Regions from separate parts of the Mus musculus genome. Here all the other regions are linked to region 1. Evidence: chromatin contacts called from public HiCAR-type and promoter capture Hi-C data. All regions are on one chromosome and are shown on one strand. The core of a region is the stretch at or near the end of the contact, and the rest is flanking DNA. Distances in the headings are between cores, read along the strand shown. Region 1 holds the start of Zc3h6 (zinc finger CCCH type containing 6). Region 2 holds the start of Sppl2a (signal peptide peptidase like 2A). Region 3 holds the start of Dtwd1 (DTW domain containing 1). Region 4 holds the start of Pank2 (pantothenate kinase 2). Region 5 holds the start of Gabpb1 (GA repeat binding protein, beta 1).

What was found. Promoter capture Hi-C pulls out the DNA fragments that hold promoters and counts their contacts. HiCAR-type assays count read pairs that join an accessible place to other places.
Region 2: a contact with region 1 is called in a HiCAR-type map of astrocytes, with 4 times the contacts expected there. The contact joins the promoter of Sppl2a here to the promoter of Zc3h6 in region 1. A contact is called at or near these places in 2 of 39 promoter capture datasets (liver and pre-B cells) and 1 of 115 datasets of contacts at active chromatin or transcription factors (astrocytes).
Region 3: a contact with region 1 is called in a promoter capture Hi-C map of pre-B cells, with 4 times the contacts expected there. The contact joins the promoter of Dtwd1 here to the promoter of Zc3h6 in region 1. A contact is called at or near these places in 2 of 39 promoter capture datasets (the C10 cell line and pre-B cells).
Region 4: a contact with region 1 is called in a promoter capture Hi-C map of pre-B cells, with 4 times the contacts expected there. The contact joins the promoter of Pank2 here to the promoter of Zc3h6 in region 1. A contact is called at or near these places in 2 of 39 promoter capture datasets (liver and pre-B cells).
Region 5: a promoter capture Hi-C map of pre-B cells shows a contact between it and region 1, with 4 times the contacts expected there. The contact joins the promoter of Gabpb1 here to the promoter of Zc3h6 in region 1. A contact is called at or near these places in 3 of 39 promoter capture datasets (the C10 cell line, embryonic stem cells and pre-B cells) and 2 of 115 datasets of contacts at active chromatin or transcription factors (astrocytes and thymic regulatory T cells).

What each region holds. Positions count from the first base shown.
Region 1 is chr2:128,963,566-128,969,069 of GRCm38.p6, forward strand. It overlaps Zc3h6 (zinc finger CCCH type containing 6), which reads left to right and starts at 3,837. Exons shown (of 12, transcript NM_178404.3): 1 at 3,837-4,271. The coding sequence starts at 4,240.
Region 2 is chr2:126,930,542-126,935,438 of GRCm38.p6, forward strand. Sppl2a (signal peptide peptidase like 2A) reads right to left here and starts at 2,694. Exons shown (of 15, transcript NM_023220.2): 1 at 2,406-2,694. The coding sequence starts at 2,471.
Region 3 is chr2:126,150,537-126,155,424 of GRCm38.p6, forward strand. Dtwd1 (DTW domain containing 1) reads left to right here and starts at 1,605. Exons shown (of 5, transcript NM_026981.2): 1 at 1,605-1,678; 2 at 4,010-4,324. The coding sequence starts at 4,061. Fam227b (family with sequence similarity 227, member B) reads right to left here and starts at 1,468. Exons shown (of 17, transcript NM_029455.3): 1 at 1,375-1,468.
Region 4 is chr2:131,259,330-131,264,505 of GRCm38.p6, forward strand. It overlaps Pank2 (pantothenate kinase 2), which reads left to right and starts at 3,171. Exons shown (of 7, transcript NM_153501.2): 1 at 3,171-3,486. The coding sequence starts at 3,240.
Region 5 is chr2:126,672,112-126,677,099 of GRCm38.p6, forward strand. It overlaps Gabpb1 (GA repeat binding protein, beta 1), which reads right to left and starts at 3,481. Exons shown (of 9, transcript NM_001271468.1): 1 at 3,245-3,481. A630026N12Rik (RIKEN cDNA A630026N12 gene) reads right to left here and starts at 3,176. Exons shown (of 1, transcript NR_166192.1): 1 at 1-3,176.

The DNA.
Region 1 (5,504 bases), core at 2,587-5,086:
TAATAAAAAATGGAAAAAAAATAAAAAAAATGTTTTTGTGAGTCAAGGACTTCTTGTATTCTTCAGGATGCTCCTGAATGCCTGAGCTTCAAGGACCTTTCTGCCTCAGCCTCCTGAACAGTTGGTACTGCAGGACAGCAGCAAGATGGCCCAGCCTATGGTTTCGTGTCTTTACCCAGCATCGCAGATCTTGACAGACGCTTTTCTGCTGTAAGTTCAGCTATCTTCAGGTTCTAATGACTCCATCCTGCAGTCTCTACAGGCTGCTCAGATACATCCCGTTGAAAGGTGCCTTTACCATTCTCCCACTTCATATATTCCAACACACTGTTGCCAATAGCTTCAAAAGCTAAACTCACCACAACCATACCTTTGAATATGCTTTAGGGTACAATCTAAATAGTACACAAAAGGAAAAGAGAAAATACTTAGCATCTCAAGAGATGAAAGAACAAACTAGGTACAGAATTCATAGTAAATTACTGGAAGAAAACATGTTTCTCTAAAGAGAAAACTTTGTCATCCCGTAGAAACCTGGGAAACAGGACAGGACCATCCTCCTGGACTGTGTCTATTAATGTCGCACTGGGTGCCCTAGTTCAAGGATCTCTGGGACCACCATAGCCAGGAGAGTGATGATCCAAGATAGGCGAGAAGGTAGTTCAGCTCCACATGACTAAGTAGCCAGTGTCCAAGCCTTGAGAGTCTAAGCCCAGGGAGTTTATTTTAGGCATATTTAAGCACACCAGAATTTGGTGAAAACTTTACTGGTGATAATTAATTCAATCCCATGTGTACAATAAAGCTTAAATCATGACTACACTGAACTCTTTGTAAAGTACATATGATATCTTCCATAAAGTTAGGTTCTATAGATTGACTATATGTGACATCTTCCATAAATACACTTTCTATAGATTGACAAGCCTATGGTAAGGTCTTGGGAGAGGAGAATCTGGTATGATCTTGGCCATACAGTTAGCTCAAAGGTAACCAGACTGACTGACTATTAACCTCATCTAATTCCAGCTTTTTGGGCAGATAACAGGTTATGCACCCTTCCCTTTTAAGGGACAACCCTGTGTGTTTAACATTCCTGCTTTCCCTAGTGCTTATCTGAGAGCTCAAAGACCTCTGTGGTTCCCACACACTAGTACTGGAAATCTCAGTGAGTGTAGAATGAGAACCTAGAATCCAAGGATTAGACTGGGAAAACAAACAAACACCCCAAACCCTTGTGTTGGGAGTTTAGCTCTTGTTAGAGCATGGGTTGAATATGTGTAGGATTCTGGAAATGTTTCCTATTCCAAACTATAAGTTAAAACAGTGTATTATTATAGCTTGTTACACAGCAATGAAAGCAGAAGTATCCGATTGTGAGGAGTCTATCAAAGGTGTAAGGTATCTATAGGGAAAGTCATAAAGTTCTATTACGATATCAGTTCCGGGGCTGCTGAGAACCCGAGTGCTGCCTGCCACCAAGCTCTGAATGTCTTGAGGTCAATCACCCAGAAGGGTGGCTGCCTCTGCCTGGGTGAGAAAATGGCGGGAGGAGAGAATGGCCTCCTGCAAGCTGTCCTTGTACTTCCACACAGCTGCCCCAACATACACAGAACGAGTGGCTATTATATACTCAGAATATTAAATATAAAAGAGTGCAACTCTCAGTTTTAAGTACAGGGATGGCTTTAAAAAATATCAATGAGCTCTGGTCACAGAATTTAGTAATCTCAGAGGTGAATTAAATTCTAAAGTCTACAAGCGATTTCTTTTAAAGAGGAAAGGGCTGAGCAGATTCCAGGTTATCTTCTATTTTGAGGTCAACAGAGGGTAACAAATGGCGAGGAAATACTCTTTGCGGATGATGGAAATGTTGTAGGTCTGAAAGGAAAGGTATCCTCGCAGTTGGGAGGCACAAAGTCACACAGTACAACAAACCTCACACAAGGGATTTATTGGGAGAGAAAACCGCAGGACTGCTGCCTCTGCTCAGGTGAGAAAACAGCCCCTGACTGAGCTGAAGGCAGGCCTTCCATAGGATTTCTTAGGGGGCGGAGCTGTCCAGTTTTCCAGGCTGAGGACTGTTGGGATTTCAAGTCCAGAGTTTGGTATTTTCAGGGATTGGTGAATTTTTCTGCTCAGGGATTTGTTGGTTTTCATGCTCAGGAACTGGTTTCTGTGACAAGCCAGGGACTAATGAGACTTCCTTTTCAGGGGGTGGCGGGATTTTTTTTTTTTTTCTTGTAGGGCACTTTCTTGGCCACTTTCATAGCTCAGGTTGCGAATGAATGACTGCAGTAGCCCTTAGAAGATGACCTTTAGGGCTGTTAGGGAAGTCTGGGTGCGGGGCCTGACTGCTTTGTGTTCAGCCAGCTGAGAGCTGTGGCTTTCCTGCCTTGAGGGTTTATAAAGTATATAAAGTTTACAAATAGAGTACACCACAGGGAATCCTTTCCTTGTGGCTTGAGTTGGCCTAGATAGCCAACAATTGGACCTTCCAAGTGTGTCAGTATGTTAATTTTGTCTGGAGGCAACATTTCAAAAGTTGTTTTTCTGAGTAAGCTAATGCCCAGAATTTATTTTGGTGTGCGTTTAAACTTCCAAACGAATTTGAAAACAGCAATACTCAAATGTGTACCAGTTCAAAGATTTTCTTTTTATTAAAAAAAAAAATCAAATTCAAATCCTAAATCATTATTTTAATGTCTAAGCAGAAAATGCAGTTGTGAAGAGCAGCTGTTACACCTCAAAAGCCTTTCACTGTTCCTAGTAAAACGATTAAATGAAGAGGCTTTACATTTTAGTTCCAAAAACTAATAATATTGCTTCTCTAGTTAAAACAGATGTGCCTTTTGAAAGTTTCCTATAATGGGCCGTGAAGATCTGTCAGGGTTCAAGTCTTGTCAATAGCTGCATTCAACTAAATAACTTTTTTTCTCTTTTCACATTTATCTAATCGCAATTGCTCTTTGAATGCACGTTATTTACACATCAAAGACAAAAGACGTCGTGTATTTAGAAATATTGGACATTTAAGCTTATCATTTTAATAAAAAAAATTAACTTTCCTTCAGAACTAAGTATACATTACTCATCATTTCAAGACTATTTCTGAAGGATATGGAAATACGTCTGAAGGCCATGGACATACGAAGAAATGAAGTCTTGTTCTTATGAAATACTCGAATGAATTCCACATCTAAACCGCTAACAGACACAAGATCATGTTTTAATTACCTCAATAGCTATTTTTAATCGTCAAGTAAGGACTGGGTGAATTTAGTATCAGAAAAAGTTGCATGGCAGGCAGTCTTCCTTACACTACGGAGACATAACAGCTACAAGTTTAAGGGCTTAAGGATGATTCCGAGTTCTTTCGGCAACAAAGAAAGCTTTTCTTTCTTTCTTTCTTTTTAACAAAGAAAACCGCCAGTCCTGGGTTCCTTTCTTTGTCGCGCAGTTAACGGTGGCGGGGTGGAGGGGGACAGTGTGATGAGTCCGGAACTCCAAAGCCTTAGACGACGAGTCTCGCAGGAACATCGAGAAATGGGCACAGAGGACCTGGTGGACACAGCAGGCCTGGCGGGGTGACCTGCCCCGCCCGATATAACTCCACGCGCCACCGAACCGCATCCCTGGCCTCACACCCATCAGATTGCTGCCTCCGCTGCCGCAGCGAGCGTATTAAAGGCCCGCCCCTGGAAGTGATTGACGGGCAGTTTCCTCCAATGGCTAGTGCGCTCGGCACCGGCGGGCTGGGAGAGGGCCGCGGCTCGCGGAGGAATTCCACTTGCCCTTTAGTCCCGGGCAAGGTGTTGCGGCCGGCGCCATTTTCTGAGCCGCCTGTTTCGGGTGCCGCCATGTTGGTGAGGAGAAATCACCGTTACGGCCACTGTCCAAATCCCCGCGTCGCTGCACGCCGCCCGCCGGCTCCCACGCCTCAGCCTCCGGCGGCGAATACAGACTAGAGCGGCAGCGCCGGCAGCGCGGGGCCGTTGCCCAGTCTTTGCAGTTAGAGCCCCATCTCTCTGGCGTTGGTTGTTAATAGACTGGAAAGTCTGTGTCTGTGTCGCTCACTAGTAACCGTGAGTTTTTACCACTTCGTCACCTGTCGGCGGCGGCCGGGGACAGGGTTGCCCGCAGGCGGCGCAGGGGTCCTCCCCGCGCCCCGCTGCCGCCGCCACCGCCGCCGCCGGCCTCCAGACCTGCCCTCCAGCCCCGCCCCGTTCTTGACCAAACATGACAGACTCTGAACATGCAGGGCACGACAGGTCGGGAACCCTTCTTGTCTGTCTTTCTGTCGGATGAGAGGAGGGGTCGGGGCGGCGGGAGCGGGCCGGGGCCGGGCGCCTCCTGCATGACTTAGACGTCTCTGTGTGGCTCCATCGGTTCCGTGACGCGCACCTTCGTCCACCGCCGCTGCCTGCCGGCCGCCGCGGGGGAGGCCGAAGCGGCCGCGCCCGCCTCCCGGAGCCGGGGTCGCCGTCGCTCTCGCCGCCCCGCCCCCGCCGGGCACGTGCGAGCCCCCCGCCCCTGGCCCGGCTCAGTCGTCGGCGCCACGCGGGCGGCGGCGCGGCTGCGGCCGCTGCCCGCCAGGCCAGTGACCGGCGTTGGCAGCCCCGTTGGAACCGGCCCCAAAAGCTCAGTAGTAGGCCTAGTGGATGTTTGCCTCCGACCCGAGTCTACCTCTGAAAATAAACATGTTTAGTTTTTTTTTTTTTTTTTTTTTTTTTTTTTTTGGAGGGGGTTGGGGAGTCTCTTTCCCTCCCATCCCCCACTCCCAGGCCATGTGTCTGCCGCAGTCCTATAACCTCCAGGAAAGTGAAATGGCAGTTTTTCATATTAAATACGTTAACACAAGTAGACTGCAGAGTTTTAGCTTTACCTGATTTCCTAGGTGCTAAATAAATATTTGACTATTTAGCTGAGATTCTCATTTTCCAGTTTTAGTTTTGTTGTGCTCTGAGAGGCACATTCTTAGCACCATTCAAAGGTTTGGTGGCATTTACAGAATATACTCTTGACATTGATAAACAAATTTTTAAAGGTGTCAGAGGAGGACTTTTATTAAAACTCCTGGTGCCAAATCTCATTCAGCTGATTCCTACTTAGAATATTGACTTGAAAGTGGACATCCTCACATTGCTTTGTGAATAGTCTCAGATACATTGTGTTCTAGTGTGGCCCATAAGACTTAAGAATTCCTGATAAATATCATATGCTTTTGATAAAGCATTACACTCACCTTCCTTCCCTAAATACAAAGGAAGCAAAACAAAACAACAACAACAAAAACCAACAAAAATCATTGAAATTTTAAATGCCAAAATATATGGCAACCTTGAAAGGGATTTAAAAAAATCCTAAGAACTTCACTAATGTAATGATAATTCTCTAGAAAGACATCAATGAAGCATGTAGCAAGGTTTAGATAGTAAAAAGTGCTCTTACATAAGTGCAGAAGCTTGCACTGGACATTTTTAATGATTTTTTAAAAAAGATGA
Region 2 (4,897 bases), core at 1,444-3,943, 2.0 Mb before region 1:
GGATGCTGCCCTCAATGCAGATAGTAAAAAAGCAGGCTCATGAATTTGCAGACGGAATGATGACTCTATCTGGAATTAGGCTAAATGCACCATGCTGTACCATTCTGGTAAAGAACTTGTCTTCATTTTGTCCAAACTCTGACCCTGTGGGAAGCTGAGTTTAAAGGACTGAAAGAGGCAATGTCCGGGTAGCACATTGTTCAGATTATCTCACACAGGTATTAATAGATATTTGTAGTTAAGATTTATGCTAAGAATCAAAAGCAAAGCCACTACAAAAATATTTGGAAATCTTATAGTTTGTTCAGAAAAGGGACATGTTTAAAGTCGCAACCAAGGGAACCTATTACCAACTTTCCAAACCTTAAAAACAAAACAAACAAACAACAACAAGACTCTTATTCCTCAGCTGGCTAGGGATTTAGCTCAGTCGAGCACTCGCCTACCATTTATGAAGCCATTTGAGCACGGTGGTTCATGCCTACAATCCCCACGCTACAGTCAGACAGTCAGACTCACTGTTATTCTTGGGGAGCTCAAGGGCAGCCAGTTTCAGACCCTGTTTGGGGGAGGCCAAGTACTTCAGGGACCATACCTAAAACAAGCTTGCTAAATAGGTCAGTGGTGGCACAAGCCTTTAAGCTCGGCTCTTAGAGGAGGCAGAGGCAGGGGGATCTCTGTGTGTTTGAAGTCAGCCTGGTCTACAGAGTGAGTTCCAGGACAGCCAGGGCTACAGAGAAAAAAAAAGTCTGAAGAAAGAATTAAGACAACAACAAAAATAGCATGCTACATAGGTAGCCGTCATTACCCTTGTATCCATGACATCCATCATTACCCAGGTATCTTCTGAGCTCTTTAATAGCAACCACAGTGTGGACTTAACACTTTGTATGTTCTGTTTGGTTTGGTTTGTTTTCTTGAGACAAGATTTCTCTCTGTAGGCTGTCCTGGAACTCTCTGTAGACCAAACCGGCTCCAAACTCAAGAGATCCACAGACCTCAGCTTCCTGAGTGCCCAAAAAATGTGGGTTTATCAAGAGTAGATGTATTACTGTGCTAAATATTGATTTACCTTGAGAAAAATTAGTGGAGCTATGGTATAAGTACGTAAACATTATTTCGTATTAATCATCTTAAGTTCCCTGAAATGAGTTAAGCTTGACAGCTAAGCTAGAGGGCCGAGACATTTACATATCCTGTGAGTTTTCTTTGGACCTAAATGACACTTGTCTGGTTATTCAGTTCCTGCTTTAAAGATACAAAGTAAAGCTACTGTGCTGTCATTCTCTCCTCAAAATACTTTTTGAATGGGTTCTCTCCGAATGCTGTCCAGCAAAGTTCCTAGAACGCCAAAGGCTACCTTAAAAAAAAAAAAAAAAAAAAAACTGTTTGGGGCTTAAACCTTCTCCATGACCTTTTCAAGCCCAGAGTGACAAAGCAGTCTTTCAGAGAAGTGATGGTTTTTAAGTAATAACTACATACACAGTTTACACAACAGTGTGCAAACAATACCGATACAAATTTCCCAACATCAAATGTCAGAAAAGAAAGTGAACAGAAACAAAATCTAAAACACTGAGAGTTAGCTTCTTGGTCACACATTGGAGCTCAAATTACTTTGATCCCGAATTTTAAAACATTATTTCAGCAAATATGGGTATGTGAGCGCATATTTGTTATTTTTTTCTCAACCAGACTTTGACCCTTTTAGACGTCAAACTATTCAAACCTCTCATTTCCCCTTTAAAGGTATTTTAAAGTATACCTATATGAAAACAAAAGCATAATACAAATCCCATAGTATAATCACATGTACCTTACATAGAAGGCACTATCTGGGAGTGAAAGGAAAGTATATAGATATTCATATGGCTATAGAGAGAAATGTATGTGAGCGCAGTCAACAAAAGAGCAGGCCAGAACGCTAACACCTGGAACCCTGTTCACACCGGCCCCTCCATCCGCCTTTTTCTAGGCAAAAGGCAGCAGTAAGATTGGGCTACACAGAGAAGCACAGAAGTGAATTCTTTGAATTAAGAAGAAAAGATGCCAGCACAGTGAAAAATTATAGAGAGGGCTCCAGGACCAAGGAGGAGGAAGCTCCCCACCCACTCCTACCCCCGCCCGCGGGTTTCTCCCAGGGGTTGGGCATTTCGCTGGATTTCGGGGGCTGGGGGCGGGTGAGGAATGCTGGGACTCAAGGACGAAGGCAGTTAACCGGGCCCGGGCAGTGGGAGAATGGGAAGCCAGGGTAGAAGGAGAGGAAGGGGGAGGTAGGGAAGGAGGAGGGATGAGGGAAATCCGGAGGAGGTTAGAGGGAAAGGAAGGGATGGAGGGGGAGGGGGAGGAAGCGGGAGGAAGGGGAGGGAAAAGCGGAGGGGAGGGGAGGGGAGTGCGGCTCTCACCAGTCCGAGCAGGCAGCTCCAGAGCAGGGCAGCCGCGGGAGCGTGCAGCGAGTGCAGCAGCCCCATCCCACGGGCGGGCAGCTAGGCTCAGGCTGCGCTGGCGGCACCCGGACCTCTAGGGTGCAGCCCCGACTTCCTCTTCCGGTCCCTCCCGCGAAACGCTAGGCCGGGACTCTGTGGGTACTGTCAGCTCCTGGCAGAGCCGTTTTAGCTGCGTAAATCCTGGGTTCTCGTTCGGTTCCCCCTAACTGCGGCCGCCGCCCATTCCAAGCCACTGGAGCTTCGGGTTTCAGTTTCCTTTCTGGCCTCTGCCACGTAGCCTCGGGGCGATCTTCGTAAATACGGAACCCAGACGAGGCTCCTCTCCACACTTGGCAGCACAAATCAAAACTCTTCCTCTGCTGCTAAGTTTACGTCACCTCACCCTGTTTTCTCTGTCCTTGGTTTCTCTACTTTCCCACCCGTTAAGATCCACAGACCCTCCAGGCGGGCAGTCTCTGGGGAATACACTCTTGGTGTTCCCTTATCACTTACTTAACACTTCCTCCCTAAAGAGGGTTTCCTAGTACACTTCATCTTAAGTACCCCTTAATTCACTTTCATGCTATGATTTATTTGTAACCTTCATAGCTTTTTTTTTCTTTTTGTTATTTATTTATTTATTTATTTATTGCTGTTGTTGTTCTTGCTTTCTTTGGAAACATCCTCGACTAGTACTGAACTCACTTTGAAGATGATGGCCTAGAACTCAGAGATCTTCCTGTATCATAGGCATAAGTCACCATGCCTGAGGTTTTGGGGGTCCCTCCCCCCATTTTCTTATACTCATCTATGTATCTCCCATGCTGCTATCCAGTTAATGGAAGGATCCCTCTTTGCTCTGTTGACTGCTGTGTCCTTACACACAGAATATCCAGTGTATACTAGGTTGTCAAATATTTGTTGGATGACTATTTAATACCAAACACTGAATAGGACAGTGTTCCTGTTATCCTAAAGGAGGGACACAGCAAGGACTACAGATGTGTGAGCAAACACTGTTACAAAGCAACCTTTCACAAGGAACTCCACAAGGATCCAAGGGAGGTAAAAATAGGGCACCAGGAAGAGAAAAAAAAAAAAAAAAAAAAAAAAAAAACACCAGCCCTAGCTGAGTATAACTGACTATTACCTTCTGTGCAAGTTAATTTCAGCTAGGCAAAGAGGAAGGAAGCATTAGTCTGAAAGCCAAGGGAGGCAACTACAGAACTACAGAACTACAGAACTGGACCTTGGCTGAAGTTAGGAGAGGGGGAGAGTGAGAAGAGGCAGAGGGTGAAATAGTTGCACAGCTTGGAACTTGAGACTTCCTCATTGGCATCTTCCTGGGGGAATTCCTGAAGGAAGCTCTCCCACAGTTCTGCGTGGGTTTTTTCTGTAGTTGTCTGTCCCCTGGCTTCCCCCTCTGGTCCAGTTTCAATCTATTTGTAACCCTACCAGCTGTAAGAACCCCCTAGACAGAAACTGCCTGTCAAGCATTGTTGCATTTACTCTCAGCCACTTTTAGAATCCTTCTAGGACACTGATGTTTAAGCTAATCTCCCCTTTCCACTGGGATCCTAGATACTTGCTCATCTGATGAGAGCAATATATCTGGATTTTAAAAACATTTCCAGATTTAATATACAGCCAAGCTTAAAAACCTTTCATTATTTAGTGTTTCAGAGTGCTGGCCTGGACCACGGCTCCTGACTGCAGTTTCAGCATCACCATCCAAACCTATTGAATCCGAGAATCAGAGAATGAGCATTCCAGAGACCTCATACTGCTACCTCAGTTTAGCTCAAATAAATCTTACTCCTGACCTTCTAAGTTGTCTCAGGGGAACATTTATACTCTTAAGAGCTTCTTGTTGGATGAGAATTCCTAAAATAGGACACGAAAAAAGGAAAAACTATACAACAATAAAATCAAATTCACTTCACCAAAATAAAAACCTCTGTTCTTTGGAAGATATGTTTTTTAAATATTTATTTGTGTGTGTACTTTCATAGACACCTACATGAGCTTATGTCTACTATGTGTGTGCAGGTGTCTACAGAGATCAAAAGAGGACACCAGATCCCAGAACTGGAGTTCTAGGTAATTATTGATTATAAGCAGCCATGTGGATGCTGGGTATTGACCCCAGGTCCATCTCCTGAAGAGCAGCCAGTGCTCTTAACCACTGAGCCATCTCTCCATCCCCTGGAAGATATTCTTAAAGGAATAAAGACCACTGTAGACTGGGAGAAGACAATCATAAAGCATCTATATATAAACAAACACACACACACACATATATAAACATATATGTATTTATATGTTCATATATATATATATATATACAGATATATAAAGAACTCTTATTATTCAACAAAAAGACCAAAAACTGGAAAAGGAGTGCACAAATTCCATGGACCTACAAGAATGGATGGAATGAAAATTATGTTGCCAAACATCGGTTACAATGT
Region 3 (4,888 bases), core at 355-2,854, 2.8 Mb before region 1:
CATGGACTCCCCCAGCCTCTTTTGAGGTTCCTAAAATTTGTCATAATGTTTCCTGTACTACCCATACTTAACATGTAAGCACTTCCAGGGCAAGGTGTAAAGATGACAATAACAAAGCCAAAAATTGAAAGGGCTAACAATTAAAAGTCAAATATCCCATTTTCTGATGTTCAGGCCCTCACTGTTTGATGCCTAACTGTGATGTTGTGCACAAATAACTAAAGCTTAATTCCTAAGGCAGGTAGACATGTCAATGTGGGTCTCAAAGTAGACTCTCAACTGTTTTAGCATTCAACATATATGAATACCATTCTGGTGGCTCTCACATTGCGTCTCAAAAGGTTAGTAACTTCTTTTTCTGTTTTGATAAGTGAAGGTATAGTGGACTGGCTGACATTTAGAATGACTTTTGTTCTGCATGCCTCTCTTTATTAAAACATTTTTGCTTAAAGTCTAAATTCAAATATCCATGGTCTAATTTCTACCTCACTCTCACTAGTTCTGAAATTCCTTTTCTGTATCCAAATCAGGAATACCAGTTTGGCTCGAGTTGAGGTCTCCAAAACATTAAGGGACCTATTCAGTCTGCTAAGAGTGACAGAAGGGATTCTCCTCTCCTCCTCTCCTCTCCCCTCCCCTCCCCTCCCCTCTCCTCTCCTCTCCCCTCCCCTCTCCTCCTCTCTCTTCCCTTCCCTTCCCCTTCTTCCTTCCCCTTCCCTTCCCTTCTCTTCTCTTCCTCTCCTCTTCTCTCTCTCTCTCTCCTCCTCCTCCTCCTCCTCCTCCTCCTCCTTCTTCTTCTTCTTCCTCTCTGTGTCTCTCTGTCTGTCTGTCTCTGTCTCTCCTATTCAAGTAGAAGCTACCACTCATGACCAGGCTGGAAATGGGCCTTTCTCCTACTTACAGGTGTGATCCTGGGAATTCATGTTAACCATTGTCTATTTTTCTGTTAAAACTTTTATATAAATTCTGGTGTGGTAAATATCAGTGTCCTGGCTTGTCATTCGTGATTACACACAAGGCTGTTCTTTTTCTCCCATTGGTTAATTTCATAATTCTCCACTCATTAAACAAATTGCTTGATATATGACAGTTTTGTTTCTAATTTAACAACTATTGTTTAGGTTTCTTTGAGGTGGAGCATAGAAAAATAATTTAATCACTTATCCACATATATTAGACTTTAAAAAAAAATAAAAGAAAAATACAGTAGGTGTCAACTCTGCGTGTTGTAAGCAAAGCACAAAATGCATAAACGGTTTTCCTAAGAAGTCTATCAAGCTTGAACTACCAACCACCTAAAGCTACAAGTCTGAGATCTCGTAAATATAGTATTTGGGGAGGTAAAGCGGTGTTACTAGCTCCTCACTAACTCACAGAAACTACTTTCGAAAAGGCTGTTCCGGAACACGTCCCCAGTTGCGCTGGGGGCCCACAACGGGCGGCACAGCAGGAAGCTGACGGTTCCTTTGGAACAGGTCACCCGGGAAGCGAAGGCGGGACTTCCGAACCAGTTCCTCCTGCTCGCCCACGGGATTCTCCCTCTGAGCATGCGCCGTGGTCAGCTTCCCCGTGGCCCTGGCAACCGCCAGGCCCCGCCCTCCGGTGTTCTGCGGAAAGCGCTCCGGGGGGGAGCGCGTGGAGCGGAGGCGGTACGGACCGAGAGTTGAGCGTGGTGCAGGTCGGCATCCCCTCGGGTCGGGTGGCTCGGGCCGGACGCCGGCCAGGCCCAGCGGAGGTCTCACTGCGGGCTAGTGCTGCGTGTGGCGTGCCCGTGGGGGCAAGACTTGAGTGGTCTGGGGCCTAAATGAAGCCTTATTAGGCTTCCCGAGTCGGCGTTGCTCACTCCTGGCAAGGCCAGCTCCCTGTGAGCACCGATCTGTAATTCAGGCTTTGGCGTGGTTTCGGCATGGTCGCGGGAAAAGGAAACCAGATGTGTGCTGTTACCGTCAGCCGATAAGCAGACGCGTTTCTTGTGTGTCTATTTCTTGGGAATGTGAGACAAGTATAGTAACACTTTGCGTTGCTAGTTCCACGAGGTTGGGTAAGGATGAAGAGCCCAAGATTGCAGCATTTCAGGGCTGTTTATGATTGAACTCCAAATGCAAAAATTTCCAAGACATTTCGCCTGTCATATAATGTGTTCTGTGGGAAGGGAGTCAAGTTCTGTGTTTAAAAAATGGCGGTGGTATCTTGGATGTTTAAAAAAAAGGGGGGGGGGGGCGAGAGGGATATTGTACCTCATCAAATTATACGATCAGTTCTTAGTACTTCACAAGCAAATATTGAAAACAGTCTTATCTGGTCCTGAATTTGTCCACAATTCAAAATAGGAGAAATTTAAAGAATATTCCCTTGGGAGGCAAATCAGCTTAGTGTGTTGGAAAAAGTAGCCTTGTTCCGCCGATCTGTGTAGTGCCCCAAAGTTGAGTAGAAAGATAAGTCCTGGATGCCTTCTACAGAGTGGTTTCAATTTAGTTGATAAGTATTTGAATCTATCTAAAAAAAATCAAGAATAGGTAAATCGGAAAGAGTTGTACTTTTGCCTCATTGAAAAGTGCCTCCAAATGAATATGTTTGTCCATATCAAATATGTGGACCCAGGGATAAGTAGTCAGAAGTGTAAAAGATTGTCTTTGTGTGAGTTTATAACTGAGTTAGAATCTGACTTTGAGCCTAAAAATAGATGTTATGTGCAAAGCAGACAGGATGAAACTGCATAAGTATCATTATTTTTAGAGAAATTGAGTGGAAAAAAAAGTTTTTCAGCCCAATTTGCAGAGTAGACCATCAGGATGCTAGTTATTTGCCCTAGGAACCGCCCTTGTTTTCTAATTCTTTACAACTCTCCCCCACCCAACTCCAGCTGCATCGCCCTGCACGTATTTGATGTTAAGTATAGGTATACTTACATGCATCTATGTCCTTGTTGTCATTGATTGTTATTATATACTACTGGAGACAATGTCAGAATCCACAGGCTGACAATTCAGTCACAAAATTGTCCCAGCCTCTTCCAAGTCACACACTGAACCATCAGAATTCCCTTCCAACTAGCTACAAGCTGAGAGTCCTTCATCCCCTCTTCAAATGCATTTGATTTGCTTGTGTGGCCCACAGATCTCAGGGGACACTATGCTTGCATTTGATGGTTATTATAAAGGCGATTTTAACAGATTTAAACATACAGGCAGGTGGAGTAGGTAAGGGACTAGAGCACAGGTGCTTCCTCCCTGTGCAGCCGAGGTGGGCTTCCTTACAGTGAGCGGATGCCCTTGCATCATCAACTGTCCAGAAGCTACCGGAAGTCCTGATGGGGTTTTAGAGAGGGTTTTATAGGCTTACTTGCTAACCGAGTGAAAGGAAATCCTCAGGGCCTGTCAGGTTCTTTGGCTTTCCTCCCTCCAAGGGAGGAAATAAGGCAGAATCCGGTATTCATCTACTGTTATACTGGGACAATTTAAGTTGAACTTTCTATTACCCCTCCTCAGAAAGGAGTTTTAAGTCAGAAATCCAGGGAAAAAAGAAAAGTGTGTGTGTGTGTGTGTGTGTATTCACAATACCCAACTGATTTTACTCATACCATTATAGACTTTTATGTTTTATTTAGATTTATCATGAGTGTTGGTGTCATAGGATGCCAATTCAATTTATATAGTTGAACGTATTTCTGTACAATAGTAACAGAAAGTCTTGTATTATTAATATTTTAAATCAAAATTACTATATTTGGGACAAAATGGGTACTATCAGAATGGATTGTCAATGTCTAAATTTTATATGTGAAATCATTTTAATATAGACATTTCCATTTTTTAATGAAAGAGTAACTGAAATTGCTTTTTTGAGTTGGTTTTTAATTTTGTATTTTCAAGCATATCAATTTAGTGGGTTTTGAACTTATTAATATCTGTTGATAAGTACTAAAGCTAACTGTAACATACTGGGCAATTTTATTTGTAATGACAGTACAATGTTGACATTTCATTCCTTCTCATTTTAATTTTTGCAGTGTACCTATGATACATGCTTTAGAAACAGAATATTTTGGTTCAAAGGGAAAATGGCTCTCAGTCCATCTGTAGTTCCTCAAGAAAGTAAAGAAGATAATGCAAACTGTGTAGAAACAAAACCGTCACAAACCACTTCCATTGCTTCAGAAGACCCCCTTCAAAACTTATGCTTAGCGTCTCAGGAAGTGCTGCGTAAGGCTCAACAAAGTGGGAGGTCCCGGTGTCGCCAATGTGGTGGCTCAAGGATGTTCTACTGCTACACATGCTGTGTCCCAGTGGGAAACGTGCCCACCGAGCAGATCCCATGTGTGCAGGTAAGAGGCTCGTGGGAAAGAAGAAAAATGCACTTAAAAAGAGACCATCTGTGTGTGTGTGTGTGTGTGTGTGTGTGTGTGTGTGTGTGTGTGTGTGCACATATATACACCGCTCCAGCACCTTGCCTGCCTGCTGTTATGCTCTCTGTTATGATCACAGACTCCAATGCTCTGAAAAAAGAAATGTAGATCAGAAAGAAAAAGTTATATTTATAGAGCTACTGTTTTGATAGAAATTTAACAACAGGATTATTTCCCAAATCATTTGCTTTGCCTACCACTTGTTAGAAGTACGTAAGAAAGGATTTGAGCAACTGTATAGTTTTCTAAAGTATATTTACTTTATTTGCCTGCATATAAAATTTAATATGAGAAATAGAAAATCTAGACGATCTTGTTTCTAAATTCTACTTCAGTTTTAAAAAAACGTTCAGCCTGCTTGGGAGTAAGGAGTAAGTCTCTCTTAATCCTAAAATCGTCTGGACCATTGTGATTTAAATGAAAATGGTCCCATCAACTCGTATAGTTGAATACTTGGTCCCCAGTTGGTGGAAATTTTTGGGA
Region 4 (5,176 bases), core at 1,921-4,420, 2.3 Mb after region 1:
AAGTACTTGAAAACCTGACAACCTGAGTTTAATTCCTGGGACATAAGAGATGGAAAGAAGTAACTCGGAAGGATGATTATCTTCTGATCTCCACTCGGGCCCAGACCCAGGCCGGGGCCCCAGAAGAAAGCTCCCTGTCTCCTAGATCTCTTTCCCTTCCTCCCCTTTCCCCAAAGTAGCATCACCTTTGCTTCTTACATTTGACATTAATATTGGGGGGAAAAAAAAAGGTTTAGAAACTGGGACGTATGTAGCCCAGGCTGGCCTCAGACTACATAGGAAGACAGCCTGACTTGGTCTCCTGATCCTCCTCCCTCACCTCCCAAGTGCTAGGATTCCAGGTATGTACCACTAAGCCCAGCCCTTTAGTTCAGCTTTGTAATTGCAGTGCTAAAGATTGAACTCGGGGCCTCGGGAATATTAGGCAAGTACCGCTAAGCTAGACCCCAGCCTCTGAACTTAATACAGAATCTTATGTTATCGTTATCTCTTTTGCTTTTTTTTTTTTTTTTTTTTTGAAACAGGTTCTCACTATATGGCCCAGGCTGGCCTCAAACTCACAGAGATCGGCCTGTCTCTCTGTCTGCATAGTTCTGGAGTTGATTGGAGGTATGTGCTAACACTTTGCATTTCTGATTTGATTATAAATGTCCCACTTGTGATTAAATTTGATACCATAGAGTGTCAGCAAGTTCACAATATGAAGGGTGTGAAGGGTGAGAATTATATTTAAGAAACAAATCTGGGCATGGTTTGAAAAAGCTGGGGGTGGGTTTTCAGAAATCTATTGATAATTCAATCTGTGCTGTCCCTTTTCTTCTCGGGATAGGGTCTTCCTACATAGCCCAAGGTAGCTTTTAACCTGGGAACCTTCTGAGTGCTGCAGGTACAGGCATGGACCACCATGCTTGGCTCCAGTCTCTGCCTTCTTTTGATTATGCAGGCAGAGAATAGTATAACTTCCCTGCCTATTCTCTTTTTGCCATGATGGAGTCTGAATCTAAGACTTCCCCTATTTGAAGGACTCTCTACTGGAGCTATATCCTCCTCTCCCTGTTCTCTGTCATTTTTTAATTTATCTGCTTTTAGGTAAGTCGCCTCATCATCTAAATGTCTTTAAGCCTTGATCTCCATACTTTACAAATAAAGCTGGTTGGATTGGTTAAGGTTCTGTAATTAGTTGAAATCCCATATTCATTCACTCCTCCGATTCTTCCTTGGCTTGATTCTTCCTTGGCTTCGATTTTGGCTGAGGCTGCAGGAGCAGGAACAGGAGCGGGAGTGGGAGCGGGAGCAGGGAGTGGTGGCTGTCATTACAGGGGCAGCAGCCACAAATGTAGATGGATTAGCTAAGAGGGCCTCGTTCTTATCAACAAGAAGGGAGGTGTGTTCAGTTGCCAGGCATGGTGGCAAAAGTCAGCTAACCAGTCTGCAGATAACACCAGGAGCAAGAACACAGTTTCCTCTGATAGCAAGCACTTCAGGCTTGTAGATCCAATGCACTCCGGCTGGATGCCCAGCCCTAGGAGGTGGGGGGCGGGGGGGGGATGCTAAGTTCAGCAGTAGGGCTTTGATGGCTCTCACTTTGTCTCATCTATCTTGTCTTTATTGTTTACACATAATTCAGAATTCCAATGATGTCTGAAGATTTTAGCTTAAAGCCTAAAAGGAGCTTTCCTCAGGCTCTAGCCCAGTGATTTGGGTCGGTATAATGGCTACACACGGGACAGAGACAGCATGAGAGGCTGGCAGCATGCATTCTTACTTCAGCATGTGGCTGCCTGGTACTCTAGGGGGACCAGAAGAGAGAGTGGAATGGCCAGAAGTTACAGAGGGTTGTGAGCCATGTGGAAGCTGGGAATTGATTCCTGGTCTTCTGAAGAGCAGTCCTACTCTGTTATGGGCATTCCTGATTTTTGTTAGATCCAGTGTGTGTGTGTGTGTGTGTGTGTGTGTGTGTGTGTGTGTTCCTGCGGAAGCTGGAATTTCAAGTTAGGAAATAAGGTTTCCAGAGTTAATTCTACACTGTGGGGTACTAGTTTGGAGCAAGTATGGGAGTGTTTTTCAGCATTCACAAGAGAAGCTCAGGCCGGAACTATTAGTGAGGGAGTAAGTTAGAAGGTAAGAGGGCTGTTATTCAAGGGACATTATCTCCTCCCAAGAAAGGTACTTAGGAAATTGTGAGAAAGCCTCAGTCACTTAAAATTGAGGGACTGAGGGAATGCTTCAGGGGTATATCTGGGTGGGATATCAAGGGTTAGGGCACTTGGGAAGGGCAAACGATTTAAAAAAAAAATCCATCTTCTGTAAAAACCCAGGGGTCTGGAGCTATGGTTCAGTGATTAAGAGCATTTGCTGTTCTTGCAGAGGTCTGGGTTAGATTCCTGGGATCCATATGGGGAAATCCCTCGATTTCTTCTGCCCTCAGCGACCATCAGGCACACACCAGGGTCACAGACATACATGCATGAAAAATGCTCAAACACATTAAAGAAAAACAAACAAACAAAAACCCCAACAACAACAACAACCCCAACCAACCTAACTTCCAAGCCTTCATACTGCCTTCTTCAGGAAGGGGAGTAGGTGAAGGATTTAGAATCCACCTCCTCCCGCCAGTTGTCATGGAGACAAACCTCAGTCTTTTCATTCCTTCTGGTACTGGGAATGAAGTCATAGCACAAAGGAAGAGACGGTGCTTGTACTTTGTGGACTGTAGTGTGGCTCCTACTGCAGCTATAGAACCAGACCCGGGGACAAAGGCTAAGGTTAGTCGCAGCTCAGAGTCCTTCCTTCTGTTAACACTTCTCAGTAGCTTCGGGGGCTCTATTGGGCGGGAGGAAGGAGTGATTCGTGAACAGAGAAGAGATAGTAGACTCCCTGGAGTTCTAGGGAATAGGGGAGCAGCTTGGCCACCGCTCTCGCGGATGCACAAGAGAGGGCGCCCCTCACTCAAATCCTTTGGGCCCCTCCACGATCGCTCCCAGCCTGCGCTGACCCCGCCTTCATCCGTCCAGAGTGCCTGTCGTTGGATGGTGGCGCGGTCTCTTCGGCTGGAGTCTGGGAGCCTATTGGACAAGACCTCTGGAACCCGCCCCTAGCCAGCTCGGATTGGCTAGCTGCACGTTGGCGCAACGGAAAAGGCGGCAGCCGGCGTGCGCCTGCGCTCCAGCGGGCTGCGCGGAGGCGGCAAGGCGGCGCTGGGGGGCTGGCTCGGGCGGCAGCGGCGGCTGTTGCGGATGGGAGCGGGCCGGTTTGGCGCGCCTATGGAGCGCCAGGGCAGGGCTGCCGCCACCTCAGCCGCGGTCGGCGAGTCTGCGGACTCGGAAGCGCGGAGGCGGGACCCGCTGAGGCGCCGGGCGAGTAGCGCGGCGCCGTCGGGGTCCGGGGAGGCGGAGAGTGTGAGACGGGAGCGGCCCGGCTCTCTAGGCGGCTCCACCTCGGCCGGCCGCCCGCGCGCCGAAGGCCTCCGGAAGAGGCGGCCGCGTAAGTGCCCCGGCACGGCCGTCGTTGTTTGCGCGCCGGCGGTGCCCGCGCGAGGGCTCCCCGCCACTTCCTCCCTGTCCCCTGGGGTGTTCTTTTCCTGAGACTCCCTCTTTTTTTCTTGAGAAGGCTCCTCCTCTCCCAAGTCCCTTTGAATCATCCATCGCGCTCACAACTGAAGCCTTTTCTATGGTGATTAATTTGGAGGTTGCTAGAAAATGCCCCTGAGGCGCAGCAGGCCCAAAACTCGACTCTGGGCTCGATACGCTTCTAAGCTTTGCTCGGTTTTCTTCCCGAGAGAATTCAGGTCATCTCGCATCCAGAGGTTTTCCCCCGTTTCCCTTCCGTTAGTTCACGGGAATTCCGGTTTCAGCCATAGCATTCTGGGCAGTAAAGCCTTTTCTTTGGAAGGGAGTCGACCTGTTCCTCAGTTACTCTTAAGCCTAGGGAGTTACTCTTTTCAGAGAATCGGGTTCTCATTTTATTACCAATTTGTGTTTCTTGTCTTGTGTGTTTTCTCCCCTTTAAAGCCTTTAGGGCTGTTGTCTAGCATCCACGACTACTGCTGAAAGTGTCAATTGTCCTAATACTGTAATAGGAACTTTTCAGCATAGCTGTCTGTGTTTTACATGTGGTTAAGACCTGGATATCAGATTACGGTATGAGGAAGGTAAATGCTGAGTGCAGGCAGGCTATGAGAATTACGGGAAGTGGCTTGATGTGTGAGGTCTGTTGGATAGTCCGCGCCCAGCCCTACCTGCTCACCCCCACCCCAGTTGCTTTTATCGATGATTTGAGCGATTGGATGTAGCTCTGTTTTGCCATGGAAGGTTTGGAGGATGTATGTATGTATGTATGTTTAGTACTTTATATCACTATATGTATATATTTTTTTTTTCTTTTCTCGACTTGTAAGAGATTTTATAATACCAGCCACTTGGGAGGTGGAGGCAGAGGAATATGAAATTTAAGACCCTGTCCTAAAAGAAAAAAGGAAAACGGATTTTCAAAGAGTTCCTGTTGTAGAATCGTTTGCTTGATAAATAACTTCCTTATTACACTTATTTATCGTGTGTGTCTGTATTGGTGTAGGTCAGAGGACAACTTTGCCCAGTCCTGGGGATGGAGCTCAGGTTGTCAGACTTGAGGGCAGGTTTTGTTTTGTTTTGTTTTTTTTTTGTTTTTTGTTTGTTTGTTTTTTTTTTTTTTTTGGTTTTTTTCAAGACAGGGTTTCTCTGTGTAGCCTTGGCTGTCCTGGAACTTCACTCTGTAGACCAGGCTGGCCTCGAACTCAGAAATCCGCCTGCCTCTGCCTCCCGAGTGCTGGGATTAAAGGCATGTGCCACCACGCCCGGCTGAGAGCAGTCTGATGAATTACCCAAGTTGGCCTCGTCCTCAGGGCAGACCCTTCAGTGCTGGGTATATACTGTGCCAGTGCCAGGCTCCTCTTCCCCTTTCTCCTTTCTTTCAGTTGTAGGTTGGAACACAGGGCTTTGTACATGTGGTAAATGTTCTGTCTCTGAGCTGTATATAGTATCTCCAGTCCAAGCACCTGAGTTTTGTTTTTGTTTTAAGACAATCTCATGTTCCAGGATATCTTCTCCTCTAGCTCCCAAGTGCTGAAGTTATAGGCTGTGCATCAAGCACCTGATTTCTAAGCAACAGAAAAACCTGAAGTTCCTTTGTGGGTTTG
Region 5 (4,988 bases), core at 2,231-4,730, 2.3 Mb before region 1:
TACTCCAAGTTCAAAATCAGCCTGGACTACACAGTGGATTTGGGGAAAATTAAAGCTAAACTGAAATTAAGGAAAAAAAAAAAAAACAGTAAAATTTACTGATCTATTAATGACCTAAGGCAGCAGTTCTCAACCTATAGGTTGTGATCCCTTGGGGTGAGGGGTGGGGTCAAACATCACTTTCACAGGGATTACCTAAGACTACCGGTGACAGATATTTACATTACAATTCATGATAGTTGCAAAATTAATTACAAAATAGCAATGAAATGATTTTATGGTTAGGGGGTCAACAAAACATGAGGAACTGTATTAAAAAGTGGCAGCATTAGGAAGGTTGGGAATCAGTGCTCTAAGGCATCATTGTGACCACTTTCTATGGAAGAATTCATGTAATTATTCCTACTGTACAAATGAGACAACTAAGGCACACAGGAGTCAGTATCAGCTCCTGTGACCAGAAAAGCTTCAACTGGTATTCTTCAACTTTTTTTCTATCAGGATAAATCAAGTCTTGTCTTTGGAGAACTTACTCTCTGCCTACATCTCTACTGCCATAAACATCCACAGTCCAAATAAAAATGCACTAACCTTTGTGGACAACACTGCAGAGCTGAGAACACAGGTTCTAATTCTAACTTCTTCTGACACAAGATTTATCTTTTACAGGGATGAAGGAACAATCCTCCTCAGACAAGGAAAATGCTAATTACAACTGACCCCAAGTTGAGACACTTGTTACTGAAATGTAATTTTTAGTTAAAAAGCCACTGGATCACTGGACAGCTACCCACACTCATATTACGACTGCAATTATACATTTATAAACTAGAGCAGAGAAAGTGAATGGGTCCCAACACATACCTTAATTTGTACACTATATGACATGTATACAATGTCAAATTGTCATATTTGTCAATATGTAAACAAGTTCCTAGATGTCCAGGAACTTGCCTTGACATGAGTCTCTAAGATAGCCGGTGAGATAAGGATTGGACATCATCAGTGCATTTACTAACAAGACAACTTGCAAGAAACTTGAGCTCACTCAAAAATTAATTTCTGACCTAAAATTTCATGTGACAATTTTTGAATTTGTAATGTTTGCCTCACCTATACCTAGAGATACCACGGGTTTTTAAAATGCCGGGGGAGGGAGGGAGGGGAATAAAAACGAGGTTAAAATTAAGATCCAATTTTGATATGCATAATAGCAAACATAAAAATGCACCTGGCACTTTCTGACAATGACATGAAGAATGGCCAGATGCTTCCTGTTGATGAAACAGCAGAGGTCAACTGACAGAATCAGACGAGGGTTTTAAGAAACCACTGGAAACTCAGCTTCCTTCCAAAGCCATTAGCCCCAAACTCATCTTGAACTATTACAGATTAATCGCCCACACCCAAGAAACCCAGACTGAGTCAGGGAAGAGGCTAAGACTTACACATGCAAACTACATGTGCATTTTGTTTCGGCAAACACCTCACTTCCCACGGAAGTCTGAAGCGCCTAAGATGCACGTGTCCTCGTGAAGAAGGTACTTACAAGCGGGTCTTTACACGCTGATTATATGTGTACATCGTTAAGCATATGAACTGGAACTTTAAAATGTCTTGTCACTTGGACTATTTCCAGATATCAAGGCTACTGGTAAATTATAATCTCTGCAATGCTTAAGCATCTAAATGGCCATCTTTTAAAAAGTTAGAGGCCTCTCCCCCAAACTACAAGAATCATTCTTCTCATTCAGTTTGTCTTTCACAATATCTTGATTGTACTTAACATGCTGAATAGAAGGATGGGATATATCATGTTTTTTAAAAAAAGCATAATATACATACAGTGTTTTCCATTGGCTATGTGGCATATCACAAGACTGTCTGCAAAAATTGACTCAAGAATGTTTTCTGTTAAACTAGGCTTTAAAAAAGACTTTCGAAAGTGCAAAACAATGTGACTCTTGCCTAAGTCATGAGTTGACACGTTACTTTTCATTTTTGACAAAATAAGAAAAGCGAATAAAGGGATAAGAGCCATCAGTTCCCTTAAAACTTAAAAAGTCAGAGTCTGAAGGCCTAAGAGCCAAAAAGCTATCAGTTATATTTAAATTAATCTGGGTGAATCTCTGTGAGGTAGACTATCGTCTGCGTACTAAATTCGGTGCGTTTTCAATTCTGGGAAGGCCACTACTTCCCTAGAAAAAGCACACCACCGTTCTTTTTTACCCCCAGATAAAAATTACATTTCAGAAAGTAACTTGCCTGAATAGACAACAAACCACAGTGTCTGCAGAAAGAACTCTTAAAAATTACTCCCACGTTATGAAGCTCTCTTTCAGAAGTACTGTGGTCTCGCTCCCTGCTTTAAAGCAAATGTGTCTGCTAGACACAGTGGAAATGGGCTTAAAGCAAAAGCTTCAAGGGAAAAAAAGCCAGCAGGTAGGCCCGCTTTCCTTCGCTCTCATTTTGGAGATGCACACTTCAAGGCTAAGCCCGCGGCTTCAACGCCGTGGGAGAGGTTCACAACAGCACACTCAACACCGATCTGTGCCCAGGCAAGACATGACCGACGAAACTCGCGGCTTCTTTCCGCACCCGCGCTCGCGTGGGTTCCGGTGGCGAAGTCTCCGGGGCAAAAGTCTCGGCCACTGAGAATGGCAGGCTCCGTCCCTTCCGGACTGGCCCGTCTACCCTGCCCCGACCCGGCTGTTCGGGCCGAAACCCGAGCGCCCCGGGCTCCGCGGGGCCCAGCGGGGCAGCGCGGCCCGGCCTTCCCTCCCGCTTGTCGTCGGCCCGGCCAGGCCAGGCCCTCAGGCCGCCGAGACAAAGGAGCGGGCGGGGACAGCGCCGCCTCTCCCGCCGCCTGCCCCGCCGGCCCGGACCCCCACGGCCATGGCGACCCCACCGCAGACCCGACCCGTGGGGCCCGCAGGAGGCCGCGGCGCCTGACCGAGGAGGGGGCGGCGGCCGCCACCATGTCTGCCGCCCCTCCCAGAAGCCAAGCGCCGGGCGGACAAAGCGCGGCGGCGGCGGCGGCGGCAGCACGGACACCCAGGCCGACCCCGCCGACCCCCGCCAAACAAGCGGGGCCAGGAGCCCCGGAAACCCGGCGCCTTAATGCAATAAACAGGAAATCGCGGGGATGATCTGGGTTCCGGGGGAAGTGGAATTATTTTTTACCAGCGAAGAGATCAACTTCCACATCCGGTGGTAACAGGGCCCTACACAGACCCGCACTGACCTGGAAAAGCTTCGGGAGCGGCGGCGGGGGAGCAGCGGGAGGAGGTGCGGGGACCGCGGCGCCTCGGAGCCGTCAGGGCAGACGCGGCCCCGCCACACACAGAGCGCTTCGCTGCACAGGGCGCTATTTTCCGAAAATGCCGCGTCTGCTCGGCGCCCAAAATCCCCACCGAAAAGTCCCCGTCGGCGCGGAGGGACACGGCGGCCGAGCTCCCAGCATGCCTGCGGCGGCCTCGCCAACCCGCGCCCGTTTCCGCCCCACTGGCCCCGGGAGCGAGCCTGCCGCCGCCCTCCCCCAGCCCCGTTCCGGCGGGAGAAAGGGATGAGAGGGTCTGCTTCTGACTTTAAACGGGGAGAAAGGAAATAAGCCATTTCTAGCGTTCGGCCACACAAAGGCTGCGGCGGAATGATCCGCGGGGCGACCGCAAGTCCCGGCTCGCCCGGCGCCTGCGCGGCAGCGGGGTGAGCGCTGCGGTGGCCCTGTGCGCGGCTGGGTGTTCCGCGCCGCGTCGCGGGGCGGGATGTGTGGGAGTTAGGGGTGCGTGTGCTAAGTTCTCCCCCGGCGTGACACGGAAAGTGCCGGCATTTCGGGACGCTTGGAGCTTGGACTTGACTATGGGGTGTTCTAGCAGATTCCCGGCAGGCGGAAGGGCAGCCGGGTACCTAAGATTTAACTTACCGTGGTCCTGGAAGGTACCCGGAATCGCTGGTTGTGGGGCCTGTGCGGGAACAAAGGATGCCTGTCCTCTTCACCTGGTGTAAACTGGTCGTGTGTGACGTGGATGTTTCTGTGGCTTTTTTTTTTTTTAATGTTGTAATAGTGACGCTTTTCTCCTGTCTGTATTGTCAGGATTTTTGTTGATTTGTTTTCGAGGCAAGGTTTCTCTGTAACAGCCCTGCCTGACCTGGAACTGGCTTTGTAGACCAGGGTGGCCTCAAACTCAAAAGAATCCGCCTGCCTCTGCCTCTCAATTGTTGGGATTAAAGGCGCGTACCACCATGCCTAGTGACGTATTTTACTTTCAATGAACCAAGAGTTGATTGGGAGATGATGATTTGTGAAGGAAAAGCCTTATAAATTTACTTCACATGCGATTTTCAAAGTTCCACTTTGATATATTTCACCGAAAAGTCCACTACCCGTGGAACTTTTGGCGTCAGGTATCTAGGAATGAGAATATCGGAGACAACCGAGAATAACCTAGGAGCAAAATGGCTTAAATGAGATCCAAATTGTTTACAGACTTCATTTGTGTTTGTGTGTGTCTGTCCTCAGATAAGGACACTTGCCCTTATTTTTTGGTTTTTCGAGACCGGGTTTCTCTGTATAGCCCCTGGCTGTCCTGGAACTCACTTTGTAGACCAGGCTGGCCTCGAACTCAGAAATCTGCCTGCCTCTGCCTCCCGAGTGCTGGGATTAAAGGCCACCACGCCCGGCTGCCTTTCTTATTTATATAGTGAAAGTTTGTAGCCAGTGTAAGACATAGCAAAGTAAACAGAATGGGGAGAGCATAGTTCATGTTTTTTCTTTTTATTTAATATTTTATTTCAGGGGTTTTTGGTTAGGTTTGGTTGGTTGGTTGGTTTTGAGATAGGGTCTCGCTTTGTGAAGCTCTGACTGCTCTGGAATTCACTCTGTAGACCAGGCTGGGCTCAAACTTAAAGAGGTCTACCTGCCTCTGCCTCCCAGGTGCTGGGATTAGAGGGGTGTACCAATACTGCCAGCTCTTATGAATTTTTTTAAA